Regions from separate parts of the Danio rerio genome. Here region 2 is linked to region 1. Evidence: chromatin contacts called from public Micro-C data. All regions are on one chromosome and are shown on one strand. Each heading gives the region's core, a stretch centred on a gene start, on an enhancer-like site or on the middle of the called end of the contact. The rest is flanking DNA. Distances are from core to core; before and after follow the strand shown. Region 1 has its middle 73 kb from the start of rgmb. Region 2 has its middle 110 kb from the start of trnap-ugg.

What was found. Hi-C and Micro-C count contacts between places; a contact is called where the count stands out from the background.
Region 2: a Micro-C map of caudal fin shows a contact between it and region 1, with 2.3 times the contacts expected there. The contact joins two enhancer-like sites. A contact is called at or near these places in 2 of 18 Hi-C or Micro-C datasets (caudal fin and an unstated tissue).

The regions. Positions count from the first base shown.
Region 1 is chr5:56,458,964-56,465,083 of GRCz12tu, reverse strand. No RefSeq gene overlaps it. Among named protein-coding and RNA genes, the nearest start is that of rgmb, 73 kb to the right of the region's middle. Within about 2 kb of position 1,868, at least 6 of the 62 cell types and tissues checked have an H3K27ac peak or open chromatin away from gene starts, as enhancers often do. A contact at or near this core is called in caudal fin, where this site is marked.
Region 2 is chr5:56,501,883-56,507,808 of GRCz12tu, reverse strand. No RefSeq gene overlaps it. Among named protein-coding and RNA genes, the nearest start is that of trnap-ugg, 110 kb to the left of the region's middle. Within about 2 kb of position 3,043, at least 3 of the 62 cell types and tissues checked have an H3K27ac peak or open chromatin away from gene starts, as enhancers often do. A contact at or near this core is called in caudal fin, where this site is marked.

The DNA.
Region 1 (6,120 bases), core at 619-3,118:
TTTCTCCAGTTGCTCCAGGTTGCCCCACAGTCCAAGAGAGCGGTCTGGATGCAGACCTGATGCAGTGTAATCTTCTTTTTAATGCGCTGACCTAACCCTATTCCTAACCCTACCTGTCACAGTGACTTCACTCACTTGAGTGCATTGTTTCTGACATTGTATCGCTGAGTGCTGAGCTTGCATTATAAAGGCTGCGTCCATACTATGACCATACTAAGGAGACCCTAAAACATGACGGACCTGGGTATTTAGGTTATGGATATTTAGGCCAATTAATACTAAATACACAGGAATCTGCATATCAAAATAACACGCACAGTGGCATCAGTAACGATTTTGGGTCCCTGTGAAACGTTTTTGTTTTCTTCTGTTCATGCAGCACGTTTTATTAATGTTTGAGTTGTGGGAAAATGCAGTGCATTTTTTATGTGTGTCAATTGCAGCATATGTGCTGACAAACAAGTAATTTCATGTTTTACAGCATGTTAAGCTCTCTTGGCCACAAGTGATTTCAAATAATGACATATTTTTGAGCACTCTGAGGCAATAAGTGACATTATATTTTTATTATTATAACCTAAAAGTACCTTTTTTCTGCATTTGCCATCACAACTCTTTAAAAGATTTAGTAGAATGAAGAATATGTAAATTACATTGTTATTGTGTTTTGTCTTGATGGTCGATCTGATATGGTTCTGCTTTGATTATTAGGGCAGAGCAAGTTCCAAATTTGCTGTCTAAGAATAACACATTGCTGTTGTAAAGCATACAGTAACAAAGATGAAACCCCCTCTAGCAAATCTTTACAGGGGTGGAGGAGGGTATATATAAAAAAAAACATGTGGTAGCAGATTGAATAGTACCTTTCAGCCTGGTCGACCATAGAGTTACATAAGAGAAGTTTATGTTTCTGTCATGACATCTTTAGGAGAGGTATGTAAATAAATATGTATATAACAATGTTGATATGTTTGGTCTTGGCAGATTATTGCTTTGATTATTGGTGCAGAGCAAGTACAGAGATTTTCTACTGCCAGTATATTCAGACATGCTGCCTGAGAATATAACAAGCTGCTGCTGCAAATCTACCATACATGTATCCTCCGAAAAAGCAGGAGAACATGAAGTAAAAACAAATCAATAAATCTTTGGTTCAGTATGTAAACCAACAGTTGCATTAGCAAACACACAAAAATCCACACATGAGATAAAAGCATCACAACAGCGTGATATAAAGGGTCCATTATCCTGCACACTCGCAGTTTCACGATAGGACATTATAATTTTTTTTCACACCAGGATTGCATTTAATGCAATTAACCATAATTAACTGAAAAAAAGTGAATTTGTGAGAACATATGCGATGGGCTAAGGCTTTAGATTATAAACTGTACTGTATAAATTATAAAATATGTATGAACTTGTAATTCAGTGTGACTCACAAAAAAACAAACATTTAATTGAACTTGGAAGATGTATTTTAACCTGAATATGACTCAGATGTGTACACACTTGAAATCAAGGTTACTTGAATGTTGCCTCACATGACATTTCTTTTCTTTAGAATTGAATGAAAGCTTTTTTACATCCATTGGAGTGCATTTTTGAGAACTTGGCAGATATTTTGAACCATTTTTTTAAAGATTCTTTCTTTATCATGAACACTCAGTTTTATTGTCCTTGAACCTACCTTCGAGCCAAAGAATTAATTGACTAATTAGTAGTTGATTCAAAACCATTTCCATTTACCTCAATTTTTCCTTTCTCAATGCCCCGTTCAAACAAAAGCTTTTCTTACTTAGTTTTCTAAGATTCACATCCAAGATTCTTCAATCATGACTCATATGACATGTCTCATCCACCACTCTTCCAAATAAGTTGGTTGTTAACCATTCAGATACCACACACTTCTGGATTTAATAATCCTGCTTTATGAGCACAAAGTATGGCATTTTCGGTTGAGTCCCAGTGTCGTGAGTCAGTGTGAACCTTCATACGGTTCAACAAATCACAGTGTCTGTGGCTGGAGCTCAGATAAACACAGTGCTCCCACAGAAAGCAGGCTTACTTCCATACTGTTGTTGGGCTACAGAGTGTGAACTACTGTCATACCAGGGCTTTCATTCCCAGCGAGGCCTGGATTAACCTGTCATCACTTATATTCCAGAATATGCACTCAGCCACATGCAGTTATCTAAGAACGCCCAAGTGTTTTCCTGACCTCCATCTAGTCAATAGGTCTGGTCAACTGTGAGTTATGTCCTTTTTGGGGATATTAGCTTTGGCAATATTCAAACTGTTGTGTTTAAGCATTGAAAATTGATTCTGACACTGAATATTACAGTAACCTCTAGTGAACAGGTTAGCATTTTTTCACACAGGTACAATAACACAAAATGTCTGGAAAAATTTAAATGTGGCAAGAAAACAATGACATATTAAGCATAAAGGGTTTAGGTTTCTGGTTAATGGACTTTTTCTCCCAGCTTAAATTGTTGACAACTAATATCAGATGATCTGTAGGTTGAATACTTGACCACTGGCTCAAACATTGATGTGAGTTTAGGGACTTTGACCATGAAGGAACATTTTCATAGTTTCTAGAACTACTGGCAAAGTTTTTGGGATGTTCACACCACAGGAACTGGGAATGGTCTTGCTTACACTGTAAAAAGATAAATTACACAGTAAATTACTAGATAATAATTTAATTACTTTCACAGTAAAGACTATATGTAAATTTGCAGCAAATTACCGTAAGGTAGTTCACAGTAATTTACTGTGATTTTTGTTACAATAAATTACTGTGAAATTACAGCCATATAGTGTAACTTCAAAGAGGACAGTAGAGTCAATTACTGCGATTTCACAGCATAATCTTGTAGAACAACTATATTTTACTTTGAAGCAGGCAAATCATTTCTTTGAAATCTTTAAAATCATTTTGGGTGTTTAACAGTGTTTGGTTTTATAAATCAATTACTTTTGTTTCAGTTTATTGTGTTTTTGGCTAAGTACAAAGCTATGGTCATTATTCATTACTTCATATTTCCATGTTAACCTTATAAAATTAAATAAAGGTGCAGTGCACCCAAAAATTAAGACTTATTATGACATTCATGTCATTTAGAAACAAGATAATTCACTTTCAAGTTATTTTTGAAGATGTAACCAATTAGTTTTTGGAGATGCAATAACATCCTGTTATTTCTAAATATCAAAATCTATCTATCTATCTATCTATCTATCTATCTATCTATCTATCTATCTATCTATCTATCTATCTATCTATCTATCTATCTATCTATCTATCTATCTATCTGTCTGTCTGTCTGTCTGTCTGTCTGTCTGTCTGTCTGTCTGTCTGTCTGTCTGTCTGTCTGTCTGTCTGTCTGTCTGTCTGTCTGTCTGTCTGTCTGTCTGTCTGTCTGTCATTATTTCGGTTTATCAATTATATTTAGTTTAAATCTTTCATCTACATTTTAGTTTTAGCTAATGTTTTTTTTTTTTCATTAATGATAGCAATACAATTTGAAAACAAACATACTTGTACTTTTTCTTTCTGTTTCTTCTCTTCTTTTTTTAGTCATTTAAGAAAATGCCAAACAGTAATTCACCCAGTCAGTTTTTTGGGAAACATTTAATTGCCTACTTGAATAGACTATTTTGTATAATCCATAATTGACATTTGAGTGCTGAATTTGCCAGCAATTTTAAGCAAAATTATCTTTTGTTTGGCCCCTCTTTTATTTAATTACATACAATTTCTATCCTGTGACCTGTCACACCAGCCTGAACTTTATTAGCATACATAATGAAATAAAGGTGTCATTTGAGAAAAGTACTCCTTATTTAAATTCTTTGTCGTTAATTAATATGCAGTAGCTTGCACGAGTCCTTATCATTTGAAGTGATTCTTGTTTCTCACTGTGGTGGGACTGAAGTGGACAGCTGGCCCAGTTTATAATGGTGCTGAGCTTCAGATTCATTTTAATTTAAAGCTGCGGTCATTATTTTACTTTGGAAAAAACACGACCCAAAGCATGAAGCAACAGGGATTCATTGAACATGCAGGTGTCTACTAATATCAAAATTGTATTGAACAAATGCAATATGACATTATTTAGTATTGTATGTAACTCACTTGGCAAAAAAGAAAAAGAAAAACAATTATTAAGAATCCAAAATAATCTATGCTCTAGGAATGATAATACACTCAAAAATAAAGGTACAAATGACAGGTTTCAAGTGTATAGCCTACCTAAAAGGTCAATATTGGTACCTTAAAGATACATATTACAGTTCATATTAGAACATACAAAGTACAAAAGTGTGCATTTTGAAAAGGAACTCTTTCAGTGAAAGCTTTTGCACTTTTAGTTTTGAGAGTCTATTGATCAAGATTTTAAATAAAAATTATTTATAATATATATTATTATATCTTATATAATTGTTTTCTTATTATTAATTAGATTTTATATAGTTAAAACATAGCTACAGTAGTTTCCAGAATACCAACTTGTAATTTAAAACGTGAGATTTATTTTGTGCAACACTTACTTACAACAATAACAATGAAATATTAAATGAGTTAAATATAGCATTGACCTTTTTTTTATCAACAAACGTAGTTGCAGACAAAGCTGAAGGAGAACATTTGTGTGTCGCAGAGCAACATTGGGGGTTTTCATTCCTGTATTAATATGCTTTTGAATGAATTCTGGGGAGAGGCAATGGCGCAGTAGTTATTAGCGCAGTAGCAGTAGTGCTGTTGCCTCACAGCAAGAAGGTCGCTGGGTCGCTGTTTCAAACCTCGGCTCAGTTGGTGTTTCCGTGTGGAGTTTGCATGTTCTCCCTGCCTTCGTGTGGGTTTCCTCTGGGTGCTCCGGTTTCCCCCACAGTCCAAAGACATGCAGTACAGGTGATTTGGGTCGGCTAAATTGTCCTTAGTGTATGAGAGTGTGTGTGTGAATGTGTGTGTGGAAGTTTCCCAGCGATGGGTTGTGGCTGGAAGGGCATCCACTGCGTAAAAACTTGCTGGATAAGTTGGTGGTTCATTCCGCTGTGGCGACCCTGGATTAATAAAGGGAAAAAGCCGACAAGAAAATGAATGAATGAATTAATTCTATGGACCTAAGGTCCCTTACCCATAATTTTCCCAATTTCTAAATAACAAAATGTACATTTATACATTTGACAGAAGCTTTGGAACAAGACATACAGTCTTTTGAAGGTATGCAATTTAACAATGCATGTGTCCCAATTAAATTGAACCCATGACTTTTGCAGTACTATAAATGAATGTTTTAACAATAGAGTCTAACCATGAATCTCAATTTTTTGTGTAGATGAAGGGAGGACAGTGCACTTCTAACTCACTATAGGAGCACTACAGTCATATTTCAGGCACATGACAAACGACCTATACAGCCATATAGATTGGAGGAGAGGTTGTTTTTAATTACTGAGAGGAGAAAAGGTTGATCACCACTGTATTTACTCAGAGTGAGGCGTGGATGATCTACGAATGGAAAGACTCTGTTTGCATATCAGTCTTTGCTGTGAGAATTAACATGAGAGCGGCTCAGCTGGGCCCAAAATCTTTGTTAATATGCAAAGCGGCTTTCTGCTCTCTGCACAGTAGCTCATCAAAGATATCATCAAGCTCAAAAACCCTCCATCCTGTCCTGTAATGATTGAGCTATGCTAATCTGGGCTCCTCCACTATCAAGAACAGAAACAAAAGCGAGTGACTGCAGGGGTTTTCCCCTCCAGATGAGGAGGCGCTTAACCGAGCGTTTGTGTCATTTAATTGCCATGGCTGAAACTGAGGATACAGCATTTTTTAATTAGTAGTCTACTACTCTACCTCGTTGGGGAGAGACGGATGAAACAAAAGGCATTTGCATCATTTAAAATGTTAATTTAATGTATTTGTGATGCTTAATTAACCTAACATGTTTTTGTTTTCCACAGACAATTTCACATTTGTCCATTGTTTATTTTAAATGCTCATCAGACAGTAGAACAGGAGAATAATGAATGCAATTCATGGGATTTCATGTCACATATGAAATTGTGCTTTATATACCATGAAAAGAGTAATATATATATATATAT
Region 2 (5,926 bases), core at 1,794-4,293, 42 kb before region 1:
ATATATATATATATACAGGGCTTTACATTACTTTTTTGATCACCAGCCACAGTGGCTAGTAGTTTTCTAACATTACTAGCCACTCTGAATTTTCACTAGCCACAATTTTGTTGTTGGGAAAATATTTTTATATGCATAAATATAACATGCTTAAATTACTTGATTTAGATTTTGTGTTATGTCCACATTCCTCATTCATTTCACATTTTGTGTGTCGTGTATGAGCAAATGGGTCATAGTTTCATAGTGTTATACTGCAATTAGTTTTTATTTCACATGACTTTTCAGAACTCAAAATTAAGAATTTACCTAATTTATCTCTGACCACACCAAACAAAAATAATTTCTTAGCCACAAATTTTAAAAAATGTCAACACAATATAAATATAGCTGTATACTTTTTATTTAACAAAACATTTATTTTATAAAACCAAAGAAAAATAATAGAGTTTTAAAAATAATTGTTGTCATGTATCAAAAATATGCACAGTAATCTATCCTCGCTAAAGGTCTCTCAGATCAGTTAACTACACATAGCTAAATAGAGAGTTAATCTCATATTAAAGCAAATGTTGTTGTAAAAAAATGATAATTAAGTCATATAAACAAAAATAACCGTAAGCAAAAGAAAGCAGGTGAAAAACATACTGTGTGATAGGGATGATCACACGGTTAAGGCCAATTAATAATCTGTTTAAAGTGAAAGCAACCGGTGCTGTTTACAAAAAGACATATTTGGAGCTTAAATGCATCAAGACTGTGTCTGTGGGTGCATTAGCATTACTTTTTTGCCTTACTATTTGAAAGAGATCCGATCACAGATGAGTCCCAGGCACGCATGCTTCAAGGAAGGAAACAGGAGCATGCACGCGCTTTAAACAATCGGGCGCATCACATCAGCTGTTTGCGCGAGTGATTATTATCCTCTCATTCCGCATTCATCTGCGATCTTTCTTCTCGTGCGAAAGCAATTTTTTTTTTGTCAGTCGTGCTGTTTCTCCATTCTAAGATCAGATTTGCATATATATATATACAATAACGCAGTTGCAGTTTTTTTTTTATTTATTGTTGTGGCCAACATGTGTTCAGGGCCAGCGTATGCATAGAGGCGACCTAGGCAGCCGCCTTGGGAAAGCAGAATAGTGAGCGAACCCCTCGGACCTTATTTTCATCTGCGAACTGGTCACTGTCAGGTTGAGGGTGGCATGATTGCCATTTGCCTAGAGCACCAGTTCAGCTTGCTTAACGTGCAAAGAAATTCGGAAAAGACCAAGGACGCCCTTTTAAAAGGAAAGTTTCAGTACAAAACAATTGATGTCGCATCATCAGGCTATCCTGCGTTTCCTCCATAGTTTTTTGCAATTTCGGGTGTTTTTTTTTATCTTTAGACTTTCACTGCTGTTCACTCTCATTCAGCATATTTTCATTCAGGATGTTTTAATGGAATTTGATACCGCATGGCGAACAGAAAGAAAAACCTCTGCATTTCGGGACTCGCGTGATCCTTTAAGGTAATCGAAAATCGCTGCTTACATGGTAGACTCTTAATCAGTATTATCTTAATCATAAAAGCGGAGTATTGGTGTCTATGTAAATGTATTGCAGTGAAAGTGGGAGATGAAGTCGTAAGCTGTCAAAGACAGCCCTATACTCTGCCTCTAAGCTGCTTCCATGAGCCATCACATTTCATAAGTTTCCCCCCTCACAAAACTTTTGTAAACCGTCTGCTTCACGTTGCTGTGTCAGAATCCTTGCTTGTAAAATGCAGTCATACTTTAGAATGCTTAGTTTAAGCAAATTTAATGAATGCGATTGTGCATGTTAATAAATCTGAAAGAATCCCTCTCTCACCACGTTCGCTGTGTGTTGGTTTGTGTGTGTGTGTGTGTGTGTGTGTGTGTGTGTGTGTGTGTGTGTGTGTGTGTGTGTGTGTGTGTGTGTGTGTTTGTTGTCTGCTTAGAATCAAACATGGAAATAATTTTTGTTTGTTATTGGAATTAACTGTTTTGAAATTCAAATGGCAGTCACATGCCTGTGTTTATTTCTGTAATAAATATGGCGTTTCGTGATTAATCATAATTATTTATAAAAAGTGTGATTAATTACGTTATTTTTAACTCATTTCACTGCCCTAATATATATATTAATATATATTATATATACATTAAAAATAATAAGAAATGTTAGTGATGACTAAATCAGAATATTAGACGAATTTCTTTGTCACTGAAAACCAGAGCAGTGATTTAGCATTAGCGTTAGCTAATAATAATAATTTTAAGAAATGAATCTACATTAAAAATTTTAAAAATGCAAATTATTTATTTAAAACATTTTTTCAGTCGCCACAGTTAATGTGGGATTCTATTTTTATTGTGCATAAATTTTGTAGGATTGAATATGTTGTGTCACAATCACCAGCAATCTAATCCTTGCAGAACATAGATAAACATCAACATAGAACAACAAATCCGCTGGTTTTTGGACTACATATGCTGTCGTGCACAGCTCATTTGCACCTGTTCCTGTTTCTAAAAATTACACATGGCCAGAGGATCGTTATTTCGTTATTTAAACAGCACACACACGTATCAGTGCAGTCTTGTTTAACTGTACTGTGAGCATTACAACACGTTTGCCTTGCCTTGCCTGACCCTCACTTTGTTTTATTGCTTATTGCTGTCTGCTCCCTGCCTTTTGACTATCCACAAGTTTTTGACCATGACTCTAAATTTGCTTGCATGTTTGAATTTGTTGACCATTGCTTGCCTGACCATTCTTAATAAACCTGCTTTTGGATCTGCATCTCAGTTGTCCGTGTCCCTTCAAATAACATGTTAGCATGTTTTACTCACCCGTGCATTAGAGACCTCTTCATTTGTCACAACCCTTATTTGATACTTCCATTTTCGGGAGCCTTCTCTTTCCCTTTAGCAGCTCTCACAGGACAGCAACATCAAACTTGCCCTAAGCCTCTTGCTTCAGTTATCTGTCAGACAAATGTAAACACTCAGGGAGGTTTGCACGCACGAGGAGCATGCTGGGAAACCAGCACTGCTGTGAATGTTTACAACTGCTTATTATGTCAGTTAATGCCCTCTGTGATTTACAGGCTGTTTTTGAAATCGAATGTTTAACTTTGGCCAATAAAACTGTGTGAATCGGCTAATGACTCACCTTTTCTGACTGAACATGCATGAGCTAATGTGTGTTAGAGTTCTTTTGGTTTACACAGTGAAACCACCATCACAAGGAGATATTAAAATACTAAATTAAGTGAAAATAATCAGCTGAGAGATGGTCAGAGCATATGAACACATGGGATACCAGTTTTTCCTGCGAACTGATGAGGATTTATAGGCTAAAAGTACAATGTAAAATCTTGTGGGAAAAACGAAGTACTAGTGGCCATAGCAAGAGCATGCAAAGCCAAAAATCATTAGCCAAAGGATGTACAGGCTAATGCTAACACCAGTACGTGAGGAAGCAGACCAAATGCTGTTTTGTTTTAATGGAAGTCAATGGAGGAGAGGCGTCACTACATGGAATAAACAGCTTTTGTGTGTCACTTCATTTAATCAGTTGAAAGTCTGAAAATCTACATTTTACACTAAACCACATGACTCAAATTAGTGACCAAGAAAATTGTTAATTCGAGCCTCGGCTAGGTCAGTTAGAGTTTCTGTGTGGAGTTTGCATGGTCTCCTCGTGTTCGGGTGGATTTCTTCCGGGTGCTCCGGTTTCCTCCACAAGTCTAAAGACATGTGCTGTAGGTGAATTGGGTAATTTAAATTGGCCGTAGTGTATGTGTGAGAATGAGTGTGTATGGGGTTTTCCAGGTGATGAGCTCCAGCTGGAAGGGCACCTGCTGCATAAAACATATGGTGGATAAGTTGGCGGTTCATTCTGCTGTGGCAAAAAGAAGATGAATGAATGATGATTTAATGCTTTTGTTTAGAAAAAAAAATGTAAAAGGTAAAGTGACTCTTTGCATTAAAGGTGCAGTAGGTGATCTGCCAAAATGCTAATCGGTTAGCATATTAGCTTTGGATAGCAGGGGAGGGACTGTGTTTCAAAGCCACATCTCCTGAAATTGTGAATGTGCGCACCGCGACACGACAGCAGACAACCCTATTAGTTCATGTCATCCGCCAGTTAGAAGTGTATGTAGTGGTTGACCTGGCAGTGTGCAGGAATTTTACTTATTACTAAGCAACACTTACATGCTATTTCAGAGTGAGTATTCAGAGAAGCGGTAAACAATATCGGGAGCGCGTCACAGGCTGTCCTTGTTCAGAAATGAACCAATGTGAATATGAAAGCAACTTCAACTCAGTATAGAAGTTTAGGCGGAATAGCGCTATTTACTGATGTTTTGTTGTTAAACTAAATTTAATCTACATTATCAATGCTGTAAAAGGCCCTTATGAAACTGAAAATAGTCTCATCAATCGTTCACCTAAGGATTTCAGTGGCTGAACAGCACGTCTGTGCATGTGATGTTAACCTATTTGTAACAACAACATCTGCATCAGCTGTGCGTGACTAAAAGAGGTAAAAACAGAACATTGCCTGTCTAACAGAAATATTTCAGCCATGGTGTCGTCCTTCCTCCAGCGTGCAAAAGTAACTCCAATATTAAATCAGGAGTTTAAAAAGGTTCAATTCAGCATTTGATTTTGCCACGACTGTCACTGTCTTGTGTGCACGTGTCATGAACGCAAATCGATTATCTAGGCGTGCATGTGTGGCGCTCATGCATTTGTTGACAGACAGTTTGAGCTACTTATCGGAATTATGGGAGATGTCCGCCCGATAATAATATTTAATTGGATGAACCTTTTTTAGTTTTATGCCTTACCCTGAATATAAAAATACATATAAATACATTCAGATCATTTACTTTAATCAATACTATTGGACTGTGAAGCGACTTTCAACCAGAATAACAAAAAATGATTCTGAAGACAATTACCTACTGCACCTTTAACTTTATACCCCGATGCCATCTATCCTCAGTGTCAGTTGCTTAGCTTGTTAAATACAATAAAATTGCCTTTGAACTTCATCATTGCCATATGTAAATTATTTGTGTGGTTGTAATGGTCATCATATTTCCTCTATTCTCAATTATTAGTTAATAGATGATTGATAGCACTTAAGTTCTGCAGTAACACGTACAGTACCTTTTTTTTAAAGCAATCAATTTGCATGGTTTTAACAAATAAACTGGATTGCTTTTTGAAGTAATATAATCTGTAATTCCAAGTTCAATTAAGAAAAAAAATCATCTTAGTACAACTTGCATAAATGAGTAGTTAGGCATACTTTCAAAGTGTATTTACTTAAAATGATTTAGTTATAAAAAAGTCATGCAGAAAAGCCTAATCTAAGACAAGTTAAATGATAAAGAATACCATACAAATTTGTTTTTAAGTTACTGGTACTCTCTAGTTTATGTAAAATAGTAGGCAGTCACTTGTTAGTAATATATTCTTTCAGTCATTTTCTTTTTGGCTTAGTCTGTTTATTAATCTGGGCTCGCCACAGCAGAATGAACTGCCAATTTATCCAGCATATGTGCCGCAACCCATCACTGGGAAACCCCATACACTTCCTTTTACACACATACACTACAGACAATTTAGCTTACCCAATTCAGCTGTACCGCATGTATTTGGACTGTAGGGAAAGCAGGAGCCAAAGCTCGAACCAGCGACTTTCTTGCTGTGAGGCAAGAGCTCTACCCACTGCCCCACCATGTTGCCCATTAGTGATACATACTACATAATATTCACCTTACTTTTTTTTTTTTTTAATCAATGCATTGGTCTGAATGTAAATGCCCTTATCACGCAGTGCTGCACCAACCTGAAAGTGGACCAAAGAGCATGAAGCAAACAGCATTAAAAGAAGAAAAATAGAA